Regions from separate parts of the Mus musculus genome. Here regions 2 and 3 are each linked to region 1. Evidence: chromatin contacts called from public HiCAR-type and Micro-C data. All regions are on one chromosome and are shown on one strand. The core of a region is the stretch at or near the end of the contact, and the rest is flanking DNA. Distances in the headings are between cores, read along the strand shown. Region 1 holds the start of Stc2 (stanniocalcin 2). Region 2 has its middle 9.3 kb from the start of Gm8098. Region 3 holds the start of Eml6 (echinoderm microtubule associated protein like 6).

The links. Hi-C and Micro-C count contacts between places; a contact is called where the count stands out from the background. HiCAR-type assays count read pairs that join an accessible place to other places.
Region 2: a contact with region 1 is called in a HiCAR-type map of astrocytes, with 5 times the contacts expected there. The contact joins the enhancer-like site here to the promoter of Stc2 in region 1. A contact is called at or near these places in 7 of 39 promoter capture datasets (the HPC-7 cell line, the SN4741 cell line, embryonic stem cells and 3 more), 4 of 484 Hi-C or Micro-C datasets (the N1E-115 cell line and embryonic stem cells) and 3 of 115 datasets of contacts at active chromatin or transcription factors (astrocytes and embryonic stem cells).
Region 3: a contact with region 1 is called in a Micro-C map of embryonic stem cells, with 5 times the contacts expected there. The contact joins the promoter of Eml6 here to the promoter of Stc2 in region 1. A contact is called at or near these places in 1 of 484 Hi-C or Micro-C datasets (embryonic stem cells) and 1 of 115 datasets of contacts at active chromatin or transcription factors (astrocytes).

The regions. Positions count from the first base shown.
Region 1 is chr11:31,368,716-31,372,260 of GRCm38.p6, reverse strand. Stc2 (stanniocalcin 2) reads left to right here and starts at 2,200. Exons shown (of 4, transcript NM_011491.3): 1 at 2,200-2,549. The coding sequence starts at 2,399.
Region 2 is chr11:30,256,346-30,259,944 of GRCm38.p6, reverse strand. It overlaps a transcript of Sptbn1 not described here. Among named protein-coding and RNA genes, the nearest start is that of Gm8098, 9.3 kb to the left of the region's middle. Within about 2 kb of position 1,829, at least 30 of the 459 cell types and tissues checked have an H3K27ac peak or open chromatin away from gene starts, as enhancers often do. A contact at or near this core is called in astrocytes, where this site is marked.
Region 3 is chr11:30,024,032-30,028,018 of GRCm38.p6, reverse strand. Eml6 (echinoderm microtubule associated protein like 6) reads left to right here and starts at 1,986. Exons shown (of 42, transcript NM_146016.2): 1 at 1,986-2,129; 2 at 2,919-3,639. The coding sequence starts at 3,443.

The sequences.
Region 1 (3,545 bases), core at 951-3,450:
GAAATTTTCGGCCTTAAAGGGTGGGGGCAGACCAAAATGCTGTTCGTTTGTGTGTTTTGTTTTGTTTTGAAGGATGTACAGGAGGGTCTTCATCTCCTAAACTAATAAAGGGAGCTAAATTGACTATTCAAGCAAGCAAGGATGGTCCATCATTATACCCAATATCCACCACTTTCCTCAAAAGATAAATGAGGAAGTCACTGCTATTATAGTGACGAATGGCCAGTTTCTTCCTACCATCGAAGACTAAGAGATTCAAACTGACCATTTCCTGGGGCCGAGAACTGTATGGTACTAAGACAGAAGCTCCAAGAAGTCCTGCCCATTGGAAAGCCCATTCCCAGGGCTCCTTCCTCCTTTCTGAAGCAGCAGTCACCCTGACCCCCAGCTTCTCATTTCCCTCGCTGGAGGGCAGCTGGCACCCAGAGAAGCTGAACAGCTGCGGAAAGACAACCTGCGCGCTCATTTCTATACCCCTCCCCCAGGTGTGTCACACGTAGGCGCAGAAGAGGCTGAGAGCGGGCCTCGCTTCGGAGGCCCAGGGTTGCAGTCGCCGCGGGCGGTGGGTGATGAAACCTCCCAGGCGCATTACTGCAGAATGCGCGGGCGAGCGGGAAGTCGGGCAAGGACGGGGGTTGAGAGTTGGTACCCAGGCTCACCTGTTCTCCAAGACTAGGGTGGGGACTGCGGGGGAGGGGCAAGGAGTGCCAATACCGGACGAGTGCCATGTGGCGCTAGGTGGCAACGCTCGCCTCTCCACCCTCCCCCAATCAAGCTGGCCCCCCGAATTACTCCTTCGGGTTTATGAGGCCAAGAGCAGCAGTTCCTGTCCCGGGCCCAGCGCGAGGGAGACGTGAGCGTGCACACGTACACACACAGCAGGGAGGAAAGACGCTCCCGGCAGCGCCCAACTTTCTCCCCGCTTCCTCCAGCAGCGGAGATTGCAGCTGAAGGCGATCTGATTCTCAGGGTGCTTAAGGAGGGGGCTCCAAGAAGAGGAGAAAAAAATAGAAGGTCCCAAGATTTGGGGGGTGGGGTGCTTTAATTTTACATCAGAGGACTGCAGAGTAGAACAAACAAACAAACAAACAAAACCCGTAAGTGGGCCGAGTGGCATTTGGAGAAAATTGAAGACTGTATTTGGAGACGCCTAAAGTTGCCTGTCAAGCTCTGGCCTCTTGGGCACGCGATGGTCTGTGGCCGCCTGACCCAAGGCTGCCTGGGCCTCCAGGCCACCAGCCAGGAAATGATGCAAATGAATTTTCACCTGGTGAAATGAATTGTCACTTGGATCCCTGAAGCCCAGACAGGAATCCGTCTGGACTGGAGGAGGAGCGAGACGAGACGCCCCAGGTGTTATTGGACCCATCAAATTCAGGCAGAAAGTGGGTAAGTCAATCAGGCCAGCAGCTTCCACGCCTGTCCTCAAGCGCCTTTAAATAAAACAAAAACCAAAAAACCCAAAAAACAAAACAAGCGTCAGGACGCTTAGGAATTCCCACCAGAGTTCAATTTGCTCGCACCATCTCTGTGACCAGGTATCTGTCCTAATCTGTTCAGGTCTCCTGGCTGAGAATGTGACTGTGTTCCAAAGAGGAAACTTTCCCAGCTGGATATGAACCCTGGGGACTCTGTCCCTGTGAAGACCGACTTCTCCTGCCCCCCACCCCCCTTTTTTTAGTTTTTAGTTGCAAGTAGAGTTGGCATCCGCTTTAATTTTTCCCCCTCAGTCCATTCGGCCATTGCCCCGGAGCACACGCGCACGCGTCTCGCACACACACACACACACACACACACACACACACACACACACACACACACACCACGCAAACGCGTGCCATTGCCCCGGAGCACACGCGCACGCGTCTCGCACACACACACACACACACACACACACACACACACACACACACACACACACACACACACACACACACACACACACACACACACACACACCACGCAAACGCGTGGCCGCCGCCAGGTCTGCAACTTTGTGGGGCGATCGCGGAGGCGCTCCGCTTCCTCCCGTAGAAGTTGGCGCAGGCCCCGCCTCCCGCTGTGTTGTCAAACGGGCCGGGGTCTCCGATTGGTCCAGCCTCCGGGACAACACCTGCTCGACTCCTTCATTCAAGTGACACCAGAGCTTCCAGGGATATTTGAGGCACCATCCCTGCTATCGCCGGGCACTCGCGGCGCGGCTAACGGCCTGGTCACATGCTCTCCAGAGAGCTACGGGAGGGCGCTGGGTAACCTCTATCCGAGCCGCGGCGAGGAGGAGGGAAGGGGCCAGCGAGGAGGAAGAGTGGGAGGAGGGGGAAGCGGCGGAGGAGGAAGAGGAGGAGGAGGGGCGCACAAAGAATCCAGGTCTCCAGGCGGGAGGGTGATACCCAGAACCATGTGTGCGGAGCGGCTGGGCCAGTTTGTGACCCTGGCTTTGGTGTTTGCCACCTTGGACCCGGCGCAGGGGACGGACTCCACGAACCCTCCGGAAGGTCCCCAAGACAGGAGCTCGCAGCAGAAAGGCCGTCTGTCCCTGCAGAACACAGGTAAACGCGTGCGCCCTGCAGCCCAGAGCTGCCGGGGGAGAACAGGGTGCATGCTCGCGGCGCGCCGGGTGCCTTTAGCCCCAAGCCGGCGACCCGAGCTCACCCCGGGCGGCACAAACTCTCCGTGGCTCGGGACGTGCAGAGGGAAGAGCGAGGCGAAGCGAGGTCTGGCTCGGGCTGCGAGAGCCGGGGATCGGCACGTGCTAGCAGGGTGATGAAATGGCTGAGGCAAGACTTGTTGCTAGCCTTCCCCGGGGCTGAGGGGAACCGAGGCTGTGCCTGACGCTGCTGCCAGCTCCAGCCAGAGTCCCGGGCCCGGAGCAGGGCGCACTTCGTCACGCCTGGCCCGTGCGAAGTACCAAGGGACCCCAGAGCTGGGCTCGCCCTGCACCCAGAACTTCGTTTCCAAGCCGGCCAGCCTGGCATGTACTGTCTCCGTTTTCTCCAAAGATGCCGGACAGCCCAGAACTTTGCTGGCCAGTTAGGAACTTTTCCTTTGGGGGAGGGGGTTCGCAAAGCGTACCTCTGCTGCTGCAGCCATGCTCCTAGCCAAGTCAGCACGGGAAGAACTGTTGACACGATCCGAATCGTGCGCGGCCCTGCTCACCAGCAAGCTGCAGTGCAAAAGCCTGACGTGTGGCACACGGGGCTGGCCTTCTTCCCAGCTCCCGGGAGAGAAAGAAACGTGTCTGCCGCTCGTCTCCTTACGCCCCCACCCCCGCAATTCCTCGGGGGCCGTGTGAAAGCGGCGGCCGTGGCGTGCGTGCGCTCCTTGCCTGAGCCGGAATGCACAAGTGCTGGTCAGGGTTCTCCAAGTGAGTGATCGCTGCCCTGCTCGCGACCACGCGTGGAGTCAGTTCAGCCTCTCACCCCCGCTTGTCTAGGCGCACAATCAAGGGTTCCTCGTCCGCCCTGCCTCCTCTCGGGTTTAGGCACCCCTTCACAAGCACAAGCTCGTTCTCATGCTAGATTTCATCTCATACAGATTTTTCGACT
Region 2 (3,599 bases), core at 580-3,079, 1.1 Mb after region 1:
CAATTAAACCTTGTTTAAAAAAGTACAGTGTGGGCTAGAGAGATATCTCAGCCGTGAAAAGCAGAGAACCCAGGTTCAGTTCCCAGCACCCAAATGGCAGCTCACAACTTTCTATAACTCTAATTCTAGGGGACCCAGCTCCCTCTTCTGGCCTCTGAAGGTACCAGGCTGACACATGGTGTACATACATACATGCAGGAAAAGCTATTTTAAAGTACAATTTTAGAAAAGATGGATGGCTCCTAAGGAAGACACCTAGGTTGACCCCTAGGGTGTGTGTGTGTGTGTGTGTGTGTGTGTGTGTGTGTGTGTGTGTGTGTGTGTGTATTTATATTTATATATATATGTATGGGTTTTATTTGTTTCTGTTTTTGTTTTTGTTTGTTTTGGAGACAGAGCCTTGTTGGGTAGCTTGCTGTCCTAGGACTTACTGTATAGCTCAGGTTGGCCTAGAACATGAACTAATCCAATTGTCACAGTCTTCCAAGGGCTGGGATTTGAGGCCTGAATCACTATGCCTGGCTCAAAGGTATTTTAAAAATAATTTTATTATCAAAATAGTAGATGAATGTTCTACGTAGTTTGGAAAATGAAGATGAACACAAGAGGATGCAGATGATCAGGTATCTCACAACCCAGAAGCAGGCACTGAGCATTAACATTTTGGTGTTTAATACCCTCCCCCCCCCCCCAGCATCTCACCAATCACCGTAAGGACCAGTCATCAGATCTTAAACTAGGTCACAGGGGCTTGACAGTCTGTGTAATCACATGATGCTGTCGTCCATCTCTACAAAAGCCTGGCAGCACAGCCGTGCTGGTTACATCCCATACATGAACACTGTCTGGTGCTCTATTCTTTTAAAGTTAAAGAAAGGTGGTAACGAAACAGAATCCAAACTGTATTCATGATAGATATTTCTCTCCAGTGGAAAATTACCAGACATGAAGTTCCCATTAAGTAATGTGTGCTTTCTGTTTTGTTTTGAAAGGAATTCCCACCAGAGTTGATTGGTTCCCTTGAGAGGCATCTCCAGATGGGTTGGACAACATCTGATTTTACTTTCTGTCCTCAGATTTGAGAGTCATTGAAGCGACTATCCCATAATGTGTTGCTAACAGAATGGATGTGGCTATACAGTCTGGATTTTATTGTAATACATTTTACTGCATTGAACTTAGTTGTAACTGTTGAAAGTGTCGATTAGATCTTGGTTTTCTTAGGGTCTTTGAATTACTTGACTTGGGAAGATAATTGTAGATCTCATTTTAGTAAGAAAAGAACAATAGATATACTTGATAGCTAGGCCAGCTTGGTGATCCCTAGGACATCAGATAGAAGAAGGCAGGGGACTTTGTTGCCTTGGTCTTGTGGCTGGCCCCTTTCTGACAAACTGGAATTAATTTCCAGGGAAAGAAAGCAGAAACCCTTTTAGCAGAAAACCAAAGAGTGTCGTTTCTAGCCATTTCTGTTGGCACTTTGGGTTTGTTGTTAGTCATGTTTGGGGTGGTGGGCCTCCAGAAAAATGGCAAATGTTGTTATTCTTCTTGACTTAAACAGGAAGTGTTTTAAATGGCGGTGACAATTCCTCTCCCAGTTTTATGGGGACTGGGCTGGTGGTGGCATTGGACAGCACTGGGTAGATTTCTTTCACACAGATGCAGGATTCAGAAGCTTCCAACCTGACTGGAACCTTCTTAGCAAATGGCAGAAACCCATTAAGAGAAACCCTTGATGGCTTTTGTATCTGTCCTTCTGGACTGGGTAGAGACCTCAGCCTGACCTTTAGGCAGCTACAAATGTTAAGTCTTGACATTGAGGTGGCAGCCAGCCCAAGCATTGCCAAAGGGTCCCAGTGGCCCAGGCTGGATGAGAGCAGGGAGCTGGAATGTGGCCTTGGCTGGAGTTCTGAGTGCATGAGAGCACCTGCCACTATTTTGAGAAGCATGTGGTGTCCAGAGAGAGGTATCAGTCAGGTGGCATCTCAGAAAGGGGTCTGGTCCGTCTCACAGCACTTGACAGCTCTATGCTGTCAGCTGTCCACAGATTCCCAGTTTATCTTTGGGGTGGAGCTGAAAAAAAGACCTTAATCCAGAGCAAAGACATTTATGTGTCATTTGGGAAGGAAAGATCCCAGAACATGAAATCTACCAGTATGAGGTTAACCATTCTGGTTTGTTTCTGAAGAGAAGTTTTTAAAGGTTTTGTGGTCAGTTTGTTTGCTTGTTTTAAGATCAAAATCCATTGCTAAAGGAATTCTTGACTTTCCTGGACAATCAGCTAATTTCTCACTTATATTTTGTTCCTGACAGTTTGAACATTAGCATTCAGAGGAGTTCTAAAAAACTTGCTTGGACCTTGAAAGGGAGAAGCATAACAAGAGATCGGGCCGATTTACATCTTATCTTGAAGAAAGTTCTTTATGTATATTAGTCATTATTTTGTATGTATTTTTCTGATGAATTACTAGTGTTTGTGTGTGTGCTCATATTAATGGTAGCATATATTATTGCTGGGCTGCCTCTTGCAGAAGCAAATGTGATTACATGAAATTGTGACTTGAATGGATCATGCTTCAGAATTGTTCCTCAATATTTTCTACTTCCACTAGACATTTAATGTAACACATGAATAGTTGGCCTCATGCTGGAATGTTTGGCAGCTGAGCAAAAGTCTCAAATGTGCTCAGAAGATATATTTTTTTTTTCCACAGAATGGAATGTTGCAACATGTAGTTAGCCATTTGGCTTTGTTTTTGAAGAGGACTTTATTTTTTCCCCAAATATTAACAATTAGGGATCAATGCTCAACTTTTACAAGATGTATTATTATGTTCAACTTTTCTTTCTTGGTAGTAGTAATGGAGCACGTTAAAAACTAGAATTATCTTCTAGACTACACCCAGTTAATAGTGTTTGTTACAAGGACAGGCAGGGTCCACCTGCCTAGGGCTAAGCAGCAGAGGTCCAATGTCTTTCTTTTGATATGGTCTTTCTTTTCCGTGTTTGCTCCTTCCTTATAGTTGGAGAGTCTTCAGTTTCTGTGAGCAAATGCAGAGTATTTCTTCTAACATCAAGCAACATTCTAGTATTTGTTGGGCGGGCAGTATGAGTTGTATATTTGGACTAAGCTGCATCCACACAGAGGGTGGCCTGAGTTTTTTTTCCTAGCAAGGCTTTGTTCAGAGTGAGTTGATAGGGATAAATGGCAGTGTGTGGTGAAATGTAGCAGTGCGTTACCCAGTGTGTCTTTAGCGATGAATGGGATGTGACTCCAGCAGGGCCGGAGAGAAGACATTGGAATGTGTTGGAGCACTGACAAAAAGATTGGGCACAAGCTGTGTGGCAGGCACTAATGCAACTTAGGCCTGCCTTAAAATAGCTGTAGGTTAACACATGGTCTTGAAAGTTATCGTTTGACTTGAGCAAAATTGTTTGTGTAAATGAACTACCAGGAAGTAGAGGTGATTGCCTTTCTCTATATTTTAGTGGTTTGCTTTATGTTGAGGTGGTCTTTAAGAGTATAAGTAGGCAAGTGAGGATTCTAATTTTTTCTCTTTTAAACATTGGTGAGCACTAAGACTTTTTTAAGCAGTAAG
Region 3 (3,987 bases), core at 737-3,236, 1.3 Mb after region 1:
AGCCTGGCTTTTACCACTGCTAGTTTTTCAACAGAGTATGTCTATTTTTTTCTGGGCCATTGCCACTGTCTCTTAAGAAGTACTCCAGGCTCTGCCTCAGACTATTAGATACCACATGTTTTGATCACTACTTTTTTTGAGGGGGGGGTGGTGTCAGGATCTCTCTATGTAGCCCCTGGCTGTCCTGGAATTCTCTATGTAAAGCAAGCTGGCTTTGAACTCATGGAGATCTGTCTGCTTCTGTCTACAGAGTGTTGGGATTAAAAGTATGCATCAATATACCCAGCCAATTACTATTACGTTTATTGTTATTTTTCTCTTCAAGTGAATTAAAGATTCTTCATTATTTTAAGTAGTACAAACATCTCTGTTCAGTTCCATTTAAAATTTACTCTTTAAATAAATCTGTCTGTATTTTTGTACACCCTTTTATTTAATAAAAAAAGGCAGAGTGCTCTTTTATCTTTTTCAATTTATCTCAATTGTGCCTATATTTCATATTTCTTCCATGAAGCTTTTCCTTATTATTTCTGGAAGATGTTTTTGTCTTCTTATATATAATTTATTTCTCTACGAAATTCACCATCTCGATTTTTGCTCTCAACTTTGTTTCTGCTATGGTTTGACCATATTCCACAAAGTCCATATATTTAAAATTCAATTTTCTGATTTACATGTTAATGGTATTTGGAGATAAGGCTTCTGTGAGTTAGTCAGCATTAGATAAATCAATAAGTCAATGAGGTTGGGTCGACCATGACACTAATGGCTTTAAAAAGACACAGGAGTTAGCATTCTCGTTCTATCATGCTATGTGATGCCCTCTACCAGCATAGGATGTAGTTAAGCCCATCATCAGATGATGAGCGCAATGTTCTTGGTTTTCCTTGCCTCTAGAATCATCAACCAAACAACCAACCAACCAAACAAACAAACAAACAAAATTCTGCATAAATGATTAAAGGAATAGAAAGCAGACCAAGACATTTCAAGCCCCTCTAAGCCATGTTTTAATGTTTAGTAGTGTCCTTACTGTCTTAAAGAGAGAGCGAGAGAGAGACCTCCTCGAATTTGTTGACTCTGTTTTCTCAGAAAATATGAAGTGTATTCAATTTCTCTTCAACATTGTAGGCAACAGCTCACTACACTTAGGTGCTTATCTATAGCATTGCCTTTCCTACCAGGACAGCATCCTATTAAAACTCCACGTAGATAAAGAAACATCTTGAACACAGAAGAGTCAAAAGTATCAACCTTTCGTAGCTTCTTAGTCAAGTGGATTATAAAATCTGTTCTCAAAAGTTGGCTGCGGCCATAATCTGAAAATCAGAACGAATAAATTAGTTTATTCCAGGTAGTTTTAGAATAGCCACTGGCTTCTGTTTTTTACGGCCAAATTTATTGCATGGGCACAAGGCAGGTCACAGGAAGGCGCTTATTTCCCTACACATGACAGAGTGACCACACGCCACTGTATTTTTCTTAAACTTTGTAACACTGCACTTGGATAAATCAGAATCCTTTGGAATAATAGGGGAAACTGAAGTAGGAAACAGCGTTAGTCAAGTGCTGCAACAAGGAAAGAGATGGGCTACAGCAATCCTCTGGGACTGGCGCAAGTGAAAGTCCTGAGGAAAGCCCCTGAATTTTTTTCCACGTCATCTTTTCTGCTTTCAGCACAGACGCGCATGCCGCTGGCCTGGGTCACCATGGAACACCAACGCCATTCTGGGTGAGTTGCTGGGTCCGATAGGAGAAACGCAGACTTCCCTGGCACCGGTACTAAGGCCCTGCGGATGCATGGAATCCTGGGACTTGTAGTACACTAGAGGCGCTCGCCTCAGCAGCTGGTTTACAGAGGACTACGATTTCCAAGATGCATAGGGAACAGGCGGGCAAAGGGAGGTGAGGTTTCGGCCCTAGGAGGCGTCTGCGTTTCCGAACCGGCGCAATTTCGCCGCGTAACTCTTCCCTGCGCTGGCCCCGCCCCTGGAGCCAGGGAAGGAGGAAGAGCTGGTCCCCAGATCCCCGGTGACGAAACCTAACCCGGGAGCGCGGGGAGGGAGGGAGGGCAGGCAGAGGATTTCGCTGGCTGGTGCGAGATCCTGGACGCAAGGCCGGCAGCAGAGGTTAGAGGCGGAGAAAGCAGGGATGCTACGTGCGAGGCTGGTCCGGGTGGGAGTGCAGGAACTCGCTAGGACCGTAGAGCCTGAGCCAGGTGTACCTGGGGCTACCAACCCTCAGATCTGCAAAAGTGGGCGCCAGGTTGAGCATGGGGTGTCGCTGACACCCGGGCTCCACGGGAGACCCCGCCCCCCCTCCTGCCAACCTAAAGGCAAGATCCTAGAGCCCTTGGGTCTCATAGCTAGCTCAAATCTCCGTGGGGAGAGGAGCATGATTTTTTTTGACACTTTATTATTGTTGCTGTTATTTTATTATTTTTATTATTATTTTTCGATCGGGAGCATTTGTAGGTAGCCGGATTTCCTCCGATTCAGAGAAAAAAAAATTATGACACTTGCAATTGGAGTCTTTAATTAGGGGAGAGCTGTTAAGTATTTATTTGTTTTTATGATTTTCTCTGTGAAGAGAAGGCGCATAGAGGGTTTGGATTTTAAACACATATATGACAGCTAATTGGAACATCTAAAAGAATGACCATTGCATATTCACCCTGGCTTTATAGAGGAAACAGCAAGTGTTACTGCAAATTGGAGCAGCAACTACCGGCCAGAAGTGTTTAGGGAGTATTTCCTATAATTAAGGTGGATATGGAAGGAGAAATGTGGACAATCAAAAAAAAAAAAAACCAAAAATAAACAAACAAAAATCCCACAACTTGGTTTTAGTTTGGTAATTATTTTCTTGTGCTGGGTGACATGCAAAAATTCTTTCTCTTCCTCGTTCTCGCATCCTAGATATAGACTGTCAGTTTCGGATCCAAGGACGGTGATGGCAAAGCAGTAAACCGGAGTAACCGTCTGCCTGTCAGATCAGACCTGTCACAGAATAAATCCCACCGCCTGCTGCGAAGCCCCCCGCGCTCCTCAAACTTGGAGAACTGGTAATCCGTGTCTGGATATGCAGATCTCTGATTTTAAAGGCCGGGTGACCCCGGGGAGAACCTCTCCCGCCGCCCAAAGCCCGCAGGTGCAGTGAGGCGTGTGTGCGGGTACTGGTACCCTCGAGGCCCGCTTGACCCCGGGAGAAGGAGTCGGGGAGCCCAGCGGGGTCTTGCTGCTGTGCACCGGCGTCGGCGGCTCCTCTCCCGCAGCAGCAGATGATGGTGGCGGCCAGCGTGCTGGGCTGTGTCTGTGCGTCGCCGCGGAAATTGGCGCCCGGTGCTGTACCCTGAGCCCTTGCAGGTCCGTCGCAGCTCGAGCCTTGAAGAGGACAGAGTCGGCGCTCGGGGCACCCGGGGGTCGCGCGGTGTCGGCTTATCATGGCGGATCGGACAGCTCCCAGATGCCAGCTCCGGCTGGAGTGGGTGTACGGGTACCGGGGTCACCAGTGCCGCAACAACCTGTACTACACCGCCGGCAAGGAGGTGGTCTACTTTGTAGCTGGGGTAGGGGTGGTGTACAACACCCGAGAGCACAGCCAAAAATTCTTCCTGGGACACAACGACGACATTATCAGGTAAGGACCTCTGGGGTGGTGGGAAGGGATTGGATATGGAAGGGTGGGAATAACCGGGGTCATGTCCAAGAACCTTAGGGAATAAAGGATTTTCCTGGGAGCCGCTTAGAGAAGGGCTGCAGATGCTAGGGCCAGAGCGGGAATAGGGAGCGAGGTGTAGGTGGGAGGGAGAGGTCTGTCCTTTCAAAGGCTTTTAAATCTCTTCTGAGTTAAGTGTTGTGCTGCATTTTTTGTTCTTTCCTGCTACAAGTGGAAGGACTGGGTAACTACCAAACACTCCCCACTCTTCTCTAGCAAGGTAAATAGTAGGAGCAATAGATGAACTGTGGGTGGCATTTTTGGAGGGCT